2 separate regions of the Mus musculus genome follow, and region 1 is linked to region 2. A link is a contact called in public Micro-C data. All regions are on one chromosome and are shown on one strand. Each heading gives the region's core, a stretch centred on a gene start, on an enhancer-like site or on the middle of the called end of the contact. The rest is flanking DNA. Distances are from core to core; before and after follow the strand shown.

Region 1 (3,723 bases), core at 308-2,807, 380 kb after region 2:
GCTGTGCTTTTTATAGAAGGGCTGCTCCTAGGGATGATGGAGGAGGAAGTTTATTGTAGCTAAAAAAGGAAGACCACAGTCCGGAGTGAACATGACCATGAGCCATGTGGAGAGAGGGGGAAGGGAGGAGAGAGGGGAGGAGAGTCCCAGTTAAGAGGGGCAGCCTGGGCCAAGACACTGACCAAGAGACTGCCATAGCTTAAATGGCTGGATTATTATAGGGAAAGGCGGCTGGAGGAAGGGCAGCCCAGCCCTTGGACTGGAGAAGTTTAGGGTAGGGAGCAGGGCATGCCTGTCATACCCTGAGGGATTCTGGGAGAACCTCATGGCCAGGTCCACTTTGATGTTAGTCACCACAGCCGTTTGTCTCACCTAGGGTTTGAGATTTAACAGTAATAAAAAAAAGAGGGAAAAAAAAAGCACAACATGGTCTAGCTTTTTCATGATTCTACAGGTGTGTGTGTGTGTGTGTGTGCACGCGAATGTAGATTTGTATACATGGATAGGCCACTGACCAACCTATCTTCATTCATCATTCGCTCTTTTTCCTTCCCCCCGCCCCCCCAATTTGGGCATCCTCCTTGCCTCCCCAGTACTGGCAAGTAGTCCACACCCAGCCTGTTTTGTGTCTGTCTTTCGAAGACCCTTGTTGACTTTGAATAGCCTAGAACTCACTCTGTAGACCAGGCTGGCCTTGAACTCAGGTTCGCCACCCTTGGCCTTTGGAGTGGTGTGATTAAAGTTGTGCTTTCCCCCTTGGGTGCTAAGGACGGAACTTAGATGTGGAAGGTACTAGTTCCAGGAACACAGTATATGGATGAGGTTTGGCTTCCAACTCAGAGACCAGCCTGCCAGTTTTCCCAGCTAGCACTGGGATTGAATGTCCTGTGCTGGCTCACACAGCCTGCTGGCCACGATCCCTCTGTCGTCTCCAATAAGGAATTCCTTCGAGCCTTTATCCCTGTGCTGAAGACAATCAGAACGTACCATAAGCTAGTCCTTGAAAACGGGACAGCCCAGCCTGGTCTTGTCACCCCCCTGCCTCGTGCTGAAATTAGGCCTGTGCCACCCACCAACACTTGACCAAAAAGCACGAAGGCGAATAGGCCTTTTCCCCAACCTCCTGCGACATGGGAGGCCACATTGCCTAAGTGTCCCCGCGGGCCTGACCAGAGCTGCAACCGGGGGTCTACAAGGGCAGGACAGCGACTACCAGTGACAAACAGCTGACTAACCGAGGGAGGCGGCGGGTCTCTTGAGACCGCAGGACCGCCCAGCGCAGGGAAGGAAGGGACGCCGCCACGTCTTCTTCCGAGGCGAGAGAGAGGGCAACGAGGGGAAGGGTCGAAGCGGCGCCTCCCGCGAGAACGCAGCGGAACACGGCCTAGCCGAGTGTCGCCAAGTGCGCGTGCGCGTGCGCGTGCGCGTGCGCGGCAGGCCCGTCCCGTCCCGCGACCCCGCCCGCTCGCCGCTCCGCCTACGACGCATGCGCAGCCGCTCCCTCTCTCTGCCCCGCCCCTCCGCGGCCCCTCCCTTCCACCCCGGAGGCGGCCGGAGCATCTCGCTCTGGCGGTGGCCGCTTGCGTTCATGCGCGCCGCCGGCAGGACGGCCCTCCCCGTGACGTGACCGCCCACTCGGAGCGCTCCGCCTGTAGCTTGCCTGTCTCTCCCGCTCCCACCATCCGGCGTGATGGCCGCCGCCGCCGGGGTGTCTGGCGCTGCTTCTCTCTCCCCACTGCTGTCCGTGCTCCTGGGCCTGCTGCTCCTCTTTGCTCCGCACGGCGGCAGCGGCCTACACACGAAGGGTGCCCTTCCCTTGGACACAGTCACTTTCTACAAGGTAATGAGGGCGGCGGGCGACGGGGATCGTGCGCAGGTGCAGATAGACGCCCGTGGCAGCGCGAGCCCACGGGGACGTTGGGCCCGGAGGGGTGGCAGCAGCAGGCAGTCCTTGGGGACCATCCCTACACGCCCCACCATCCTATAGGCCCAGTGTCGACAGAGCAGGGGCGCACCCTGACCACCCGGCATCCTTGCAACCCCGGTACTCGCTACATCTGTTTTTTTACAAAAAGCTACCAAAGCGCAGTCAAAGGGAACCAAGTGTCCCTTTTCCTTTATCAACTGGGGAAAAAGACAATGATAGGAAAGATCCAATCCACGAGTCACAAGTGGAAGACCGGAGGGCGGGGCGAGGTCTACGCTCCTAGGCTCTCGGATGGGGTGGAGATGGCCGAGAGAACTGGGTTAGCATGCCAGTCTGCTCCTCGGAGGATGGATTGTAGCGTTCTTGGCCATGTGCAAACCGGGTTCAGACCGCACACGGCCCCCCTACAAAGTGCAAGGGTTAAAAAGATTGCAGGGCTCCCACCTGTAGAGAGCATCTTGGGGGAGTGGAGTACGAAATGAACAAAACCCGGTCAAGGCATGTAAGAAACTACACTACCCTCAGCAATTTTATTTATTTTAAAACAAAAATTGGTTTCGAAGACTGAGCAAATGGACGGTGGAAATGTTGCAGGCTGAGTGCAGTGGCCTCTGGACTCAGTTCTTCGTGCATGTCTCTAGTTACCAGAATCTTCTTAGTTCCTCTATTGGGCTTAGCGCGGAGAGACTTGGTCATTTTCTTATTGTGTCAGAATGAGGAACTGAGAACGCAGAAGGGGACTCTAAAGGCGCCTGTGTTGAGGGGTTGGACAGGGCTGTTTTGGAAAGGGTTGCTGTTAGGAACCCCCCCCCCCACACACGTGTAACCCATTCAAGTTTGTATTTTTTTTTAATTAAAAAAAATTAAGCATCTTATTAGTCATCCATCCAACCTATATAGCAACCTAGTAATACCACAGTCCAAGTGTGAATAAAAAGGACATTTTGCACCATGGGTTTAGTCAGTTGCTGCTTCTCCATCTTTTTTTTTTAAAGATTTATTTATTATATGTAAGTACACTGTAGCTGTCTTCAGACACTTCAGAAGAGGGCATCAGATTTTGTTACGGATGGTTGTGAGCCACTGTTTGGTTGCTGGGATTTGAACTCAGGACCTTCAGAAGAGCAGTTGGCACTCTTAACCACTGAGCCTTCTCACCAGCTCCCTGCTTCTCCATCTTTAAGGATCTGCCCTGAGGGTGTCATCTCCCTCCCCCCCTTAACCCCACAGGCCACCAGGCAGCACCATGAGATTCTACTTAATATAGTAGCAAGCAAGGAACGACCCTTATTCCATCTCATTTCCTAGTCATTTGCCCCCTTTTCCAATCGTCTCCAGGCAACACAAGCCTTCTCTCTGACTGCCCCTAGCTCACAGCTGTTAGTCCATCCGCAGTGGCCGTTCCTTGTGACTGGAACATTCTTTGCCATCTTTGGAATAGGTTACTTCTCGTGGCTCTGTCTTAGGTTAAATGTTAACTTCTCTTGTCCCCTCGCTTTCTCAGTTGCCCAGATTGACCTGTTGGTACCCGTGAGGGCACTCCTTGCCGTTTTCAGCTTCTCATTCATATTTCATAGACGATGACATGTTTATGAAGTACCTGATATGATTTTTATTTTTTTGTTTTTGTTTTTGTTTTTTTTTTTAAACAGGGCTTTTCTTTGTAACTTTGGCTGTCCTGGAACTAGCTCTGTAGAGCAGACGGGCCTCGAACTCAGAGAGATCTGCCTGCCTCTGCCACTCTCCCTAGTGCTGGGTTTGAAGGCGTGTGCCACCAATGCCCTGAAGTACCTGAT
Region 2 (3,673 bases), core at 315-2,814:
CAAAAAACAAACCAAACCTGACTCTGCACCTAGACCTCTAAAATAGCACGTGTTCCTTCGTTGTAGGTGGGGCCATTGCTACTTTTCTAACAAGGCACTTTAGAGCCTCTGCATTTGGCGCTGCATTGACTGGGATTGCCTTCCCCCCTCATCATGTGGGAGATCGCAGCTTAAATATTACTCAAAGATTTCTCTTCCTGTGTCCCAAAGACAACTCCACAACGGAGCTGTCACCGATGCTGTCTCCCAACCAGAGTGGCGCCCCCACGAGGGAATCACTAACTGATGTCCACAAACACCTTATAGTGCCTAAGACATTGCCTTGGCTCGTTTTTTGGGGGTGGGTGGGTGGGGGCTTCTTCCAAGCCATTTTGCTACCAGGCTCCAGCTTGCTGCCGTCCGATTGTAGTGGAAATCCCCACCTACGGGGGAGTCCCTTCTTCGGGCTCCAACAGCAGGCCCGGGGACTGAATTCAGCCCGGTTGGTTAGGCTGCTCTAATGTGAGCAACTCACTTCTTCCAGTCCCTGAGTGGGCTGGAGACACGTGTTATTTCCATTTCATAGATGAAAAAACTGAGTTGGAGGGGGTCAAATATTTGGTCCCACGCAGCAAGGGGAAGGCTCCAGGGAGCCAGCGGCTCGTGGGAGCCTGTCGTCTGGGAAGGCTTGCAGTGGCCCCTCCAAGCTGGGGGCGTGGGCGGCCTGCTTCCTGTTGGGGGAGGGGGAGGGGACAGGCATTCCTCTTTCCCCTCCCTCCGTAGAGTCGCGGGGAAGACTGGCGTGCAGTGAGTGACTCCACTTCAGAACAGGGGCACCCCACTGTTAGCCAATGTGGCGATAGAGAAAAGGTAAAGGGCTAAGGGGCGCGCAGGCGTGGACGTTCAAAGGGCTCGGCTGCCTGGGATGCGAAGGAGCTCTTGGAGAAAGTTTCATCAAGCTAGAGAATGCGGCCGGGCGGCCAGGTAGAGAACAGCCTACTCGGCCCGTTCCGGGACTCCGAGGACCTTAGGAGGGGAGCGGACTTCAAATGGATGGCGCCGCGGAGGCAGGACGGCTCGGCGGAGTCATGGATAGTGGGGCCAGGGTGGGGCTGGCCCCTTCCCCTGGAGGTGATGAAAACCGCGGTCGCAGTTGCTAGACCCGGCCGGGCAAGCTCAGATAAGGTTGGGCTTGGAGGGAGTCCGCAGGGGCGCGCCCCTAGGAGGTCCCGAAGGTCGGGGCAGCCACGCCCATCGCGCGCCTAGCCCCGCCCCACCCCTTCTAGGGGCCCCGCCTTGCCGAGGCACGCGGTGACTGGCCAGCGCGAGAGGGGCGGGACCGAGCACGCTCCTCCCCTTCGAGATTCTTTATTTTATTATTATTTTTTTTCCCTTCTTTAGGGGGCGCGACGCAACTTGGGTGCAGAGAGCGCGCCTTATGGGGGCGGAGCTTGTCGCTATGCTACCTCCCACCGGGCAGCGGGCGGAGGCGCGAGAGGAGGGCGGGGCCGGGATAGGCTCCGCCCCCGGCCTCCGCAGGCGGCCCCGGGGCGTGGCTCTCTGTGGCCACGCCCCCAGGCCGCCCTCCGCCGCCGCGCGCGGCTCGCGGCTGGTTCCTCTTTACATAACGGCGTGGGGCGGCATGGGCTCGGGCCGTCGCCTCCGCCTGGCCGCTCTCCAGCCCAGACTGTCACGGGCCACACGGGGTCCACATCGGCGGCGGCAGCAGCAGCAGCGTCCTGGGGACGGCCCGAGGCCGCGTCCCCCGGCTGCTGTCAGGAGCTGGCGGCGGAAATGAGGCGCTGGCCGTTTTCCGAGCCGGGGTTTCCTGCCTGAGCGCCGAGAGGCCGTGCGACGCCATGGGCCGGCCGGGCCCCGACCCGCAGCTTGCGCGGTAAGCGCGGCCCGCCGAGCGTGTTGGAGGAACTGGGCCGGGCGGCCGTCCCCGGGTCCCGCTTCTGTTTTCTGGCGTTTCCTCATTCTGTTTCTCTTCCCCAATCCCAGACCGCAGTGATGTGGGCGCGGAGGTCAGTGCTTTCAGCTGGGGCCTCCGGAGAGGAGCCTGGCGGGGCGCCGCGGGAGGAACCGAGAGCTGTCCCGGCACACAGCGTGCTTGGGCCCCTGCCGGGGGGGGGGGTGTGCTGGCGGTGAGGGTGGGAGGGGGGGACACGTGTGTCACTAGTGCCCCGGTGATCAACCAAGGATGATATGCGGAGTCCTAAAGGTGAAATCAGCCAGAGATGGGGGAAGGGGGTGGGACAGGCCATGACAGGCCAGGGCCCGCTGGGGGAAGTTGAGGTTATAAGAGTTTTATGCTCTTAGGACACTTTCTGAACCTTGTTCCCCAGGCCTCCTCTGGGAGGAAACGCCATCTGAGCCAGGAGGGGTGAATACATTCTGGAACTTGTGCAGTCCCAATGGGTGGTCAGCTGGGAAGGGGCTGGCCCGCAGCAGCGGCAGCAGCTGTGGTTTGGGGATCTCAAGGGCTGGGCAGTGACAAGAGAGGAAACCGAGGGTCCTAGAGGCAGAACTTGTGTTCTTTCTCCTCTGCTCTCCAAGATGAGGGTCGCGACCTCAGTTTCCCCGCTGTTCAGTGAGTGAGAAGAGATTTGTGGTGCAGTTACAATGAGGTGGAGTTTTAATGAATGCTGTGTGGAAGGCACCTGCGTCCGGCTGGGAGAAGGGCTCAGTTACAGGCCGTTGGGAGAAGACCTCAGTTACAGGCCGTTGGTTTTCAGACTGTCCAGTTTTATTGACCCTGGCCCTGGGACCGTCCTCGGCTCTCTCCTGAGCATAGCTGCTCTGGGGTTTCCCGAGTCTGTGGGCAGGGAACTCTGAAGGACCCTGGGCAGGGTCAGATGACAAACCCCTTCCTGGCCTGGGTTCCCTCAGTTGACACCTAACTTGTGAGGGCCACCAGAGCACAGGATGGCTTGATCAGGAGGGCAGGCAGTCATGACAAGGGTGTTATCTGTTTTGTTGAGGTCATTTGCTGCTCCTCTTCCTTCCTGACTCTCTGGCACCAAATGTCACCCAGTGCCTGGTCCTCATCGTTCAAAATGTTCTTAGAGAAGTGACGGTCCTTTCCTTTGAGTAGCTGGGCTGTGCCATCAGCTTGTGTGCCTCAGGCTGTCTAGGCTAGTTGGGCCACCATCTGGTTTCTCCCACTTCTGCGATAGAGCTGAAGGTGCTTGGGAGCCCCTTCCGGCTGCCTGGGCCTGTATCACACCCTTTCCAGAGCAGGTCTCTGGGGGTCCAGCCCACATTGTGAGGCTAGTCAGCTGCTGAATGTCCCATTGCTGTGACTCTTTGGGTGGGCACTTCTGTGAGGCAATGAAAAAGTCATCAAGAGCGGGAAGGGTTTTAACTGCTGGCACGAGGAGATGGGACAGATAGTACTGTTAAAACTAAAACGAGAGGTCTTTCCTTTCAAGTCCTCATTTCTCCCTGGAGCAGCACTTGTGTGGAGACTAATCCAGACTCTGCTAGCTTCAGGGGTGAGGCCCTGGGCAAGTTACCTGACATCTCTTGGGACCTGCCCAGTGTCAGCCAAGTCTTGTGCCTCTCTAGGTGGTTGTGCACTATGTAGGAGCCCAACAAGGAGAAGACATTTGAAGCAGGTAGGCAGTAACTGGCCTGACTCTGAGATCTTAGGCTTGGGTTGTGCTGTCTCAGAGTTACAGGTGTTCTTGGA

The links. Hi-C and Micro-C count contacts between places; a contact is called where the count stands out from the background.
Region 1: a Micro-C map of embryonic stem cells shows a contact between it and region 2, with 3 times the contacts expected there. The contact joins the promoter of Erp29 here to the promoter of Sh2b3 in region 2. A contact is called at or near these places in 1 of 39 promoter capture datasets (pre-B cells), 3 of 484 Hi-C or Micro-C datasets (embryonic stem cells and myocytes), 3 of 115 datasets of contacts at active chromatin or transcription factors (extraembryonic endoderm stem cells, memory CD8 T cells and pancreatic cancer cells) and 1 of 9 other capture datasets (pancreatic islet).

What each region holds. Positions count from the first base shown.
Region 1 is chr5:121,450,308-121,454,030 of GRCm38.p6, reverse strand. Erp29 (endoplasmic reticulum protein 29) reads left to right here and starts at 1,557. Exons shown (of 3, transcript NM_026129.2): 1 at 1,557-1,840. The coding sequence starts at 1,691. It also overlaps a transcript of Tmem116 not described here.
Region 2 is chr5:121,834,750-121,838,422 of GRCm38.p6, reverse strand. It overlaps Sh2b3 (SH2B adaptor protein 3), which reads left to right and starts at 1,564. Exons shown (of 8, transcript NM_008507.4): 1 at 1,564-1,873. It overlaps Gm32422 (a long non-coding RNA gene), which reads right to left and starts at 262. Exons shown (of 2, transcript XR_387683.2): 1 at 1-262.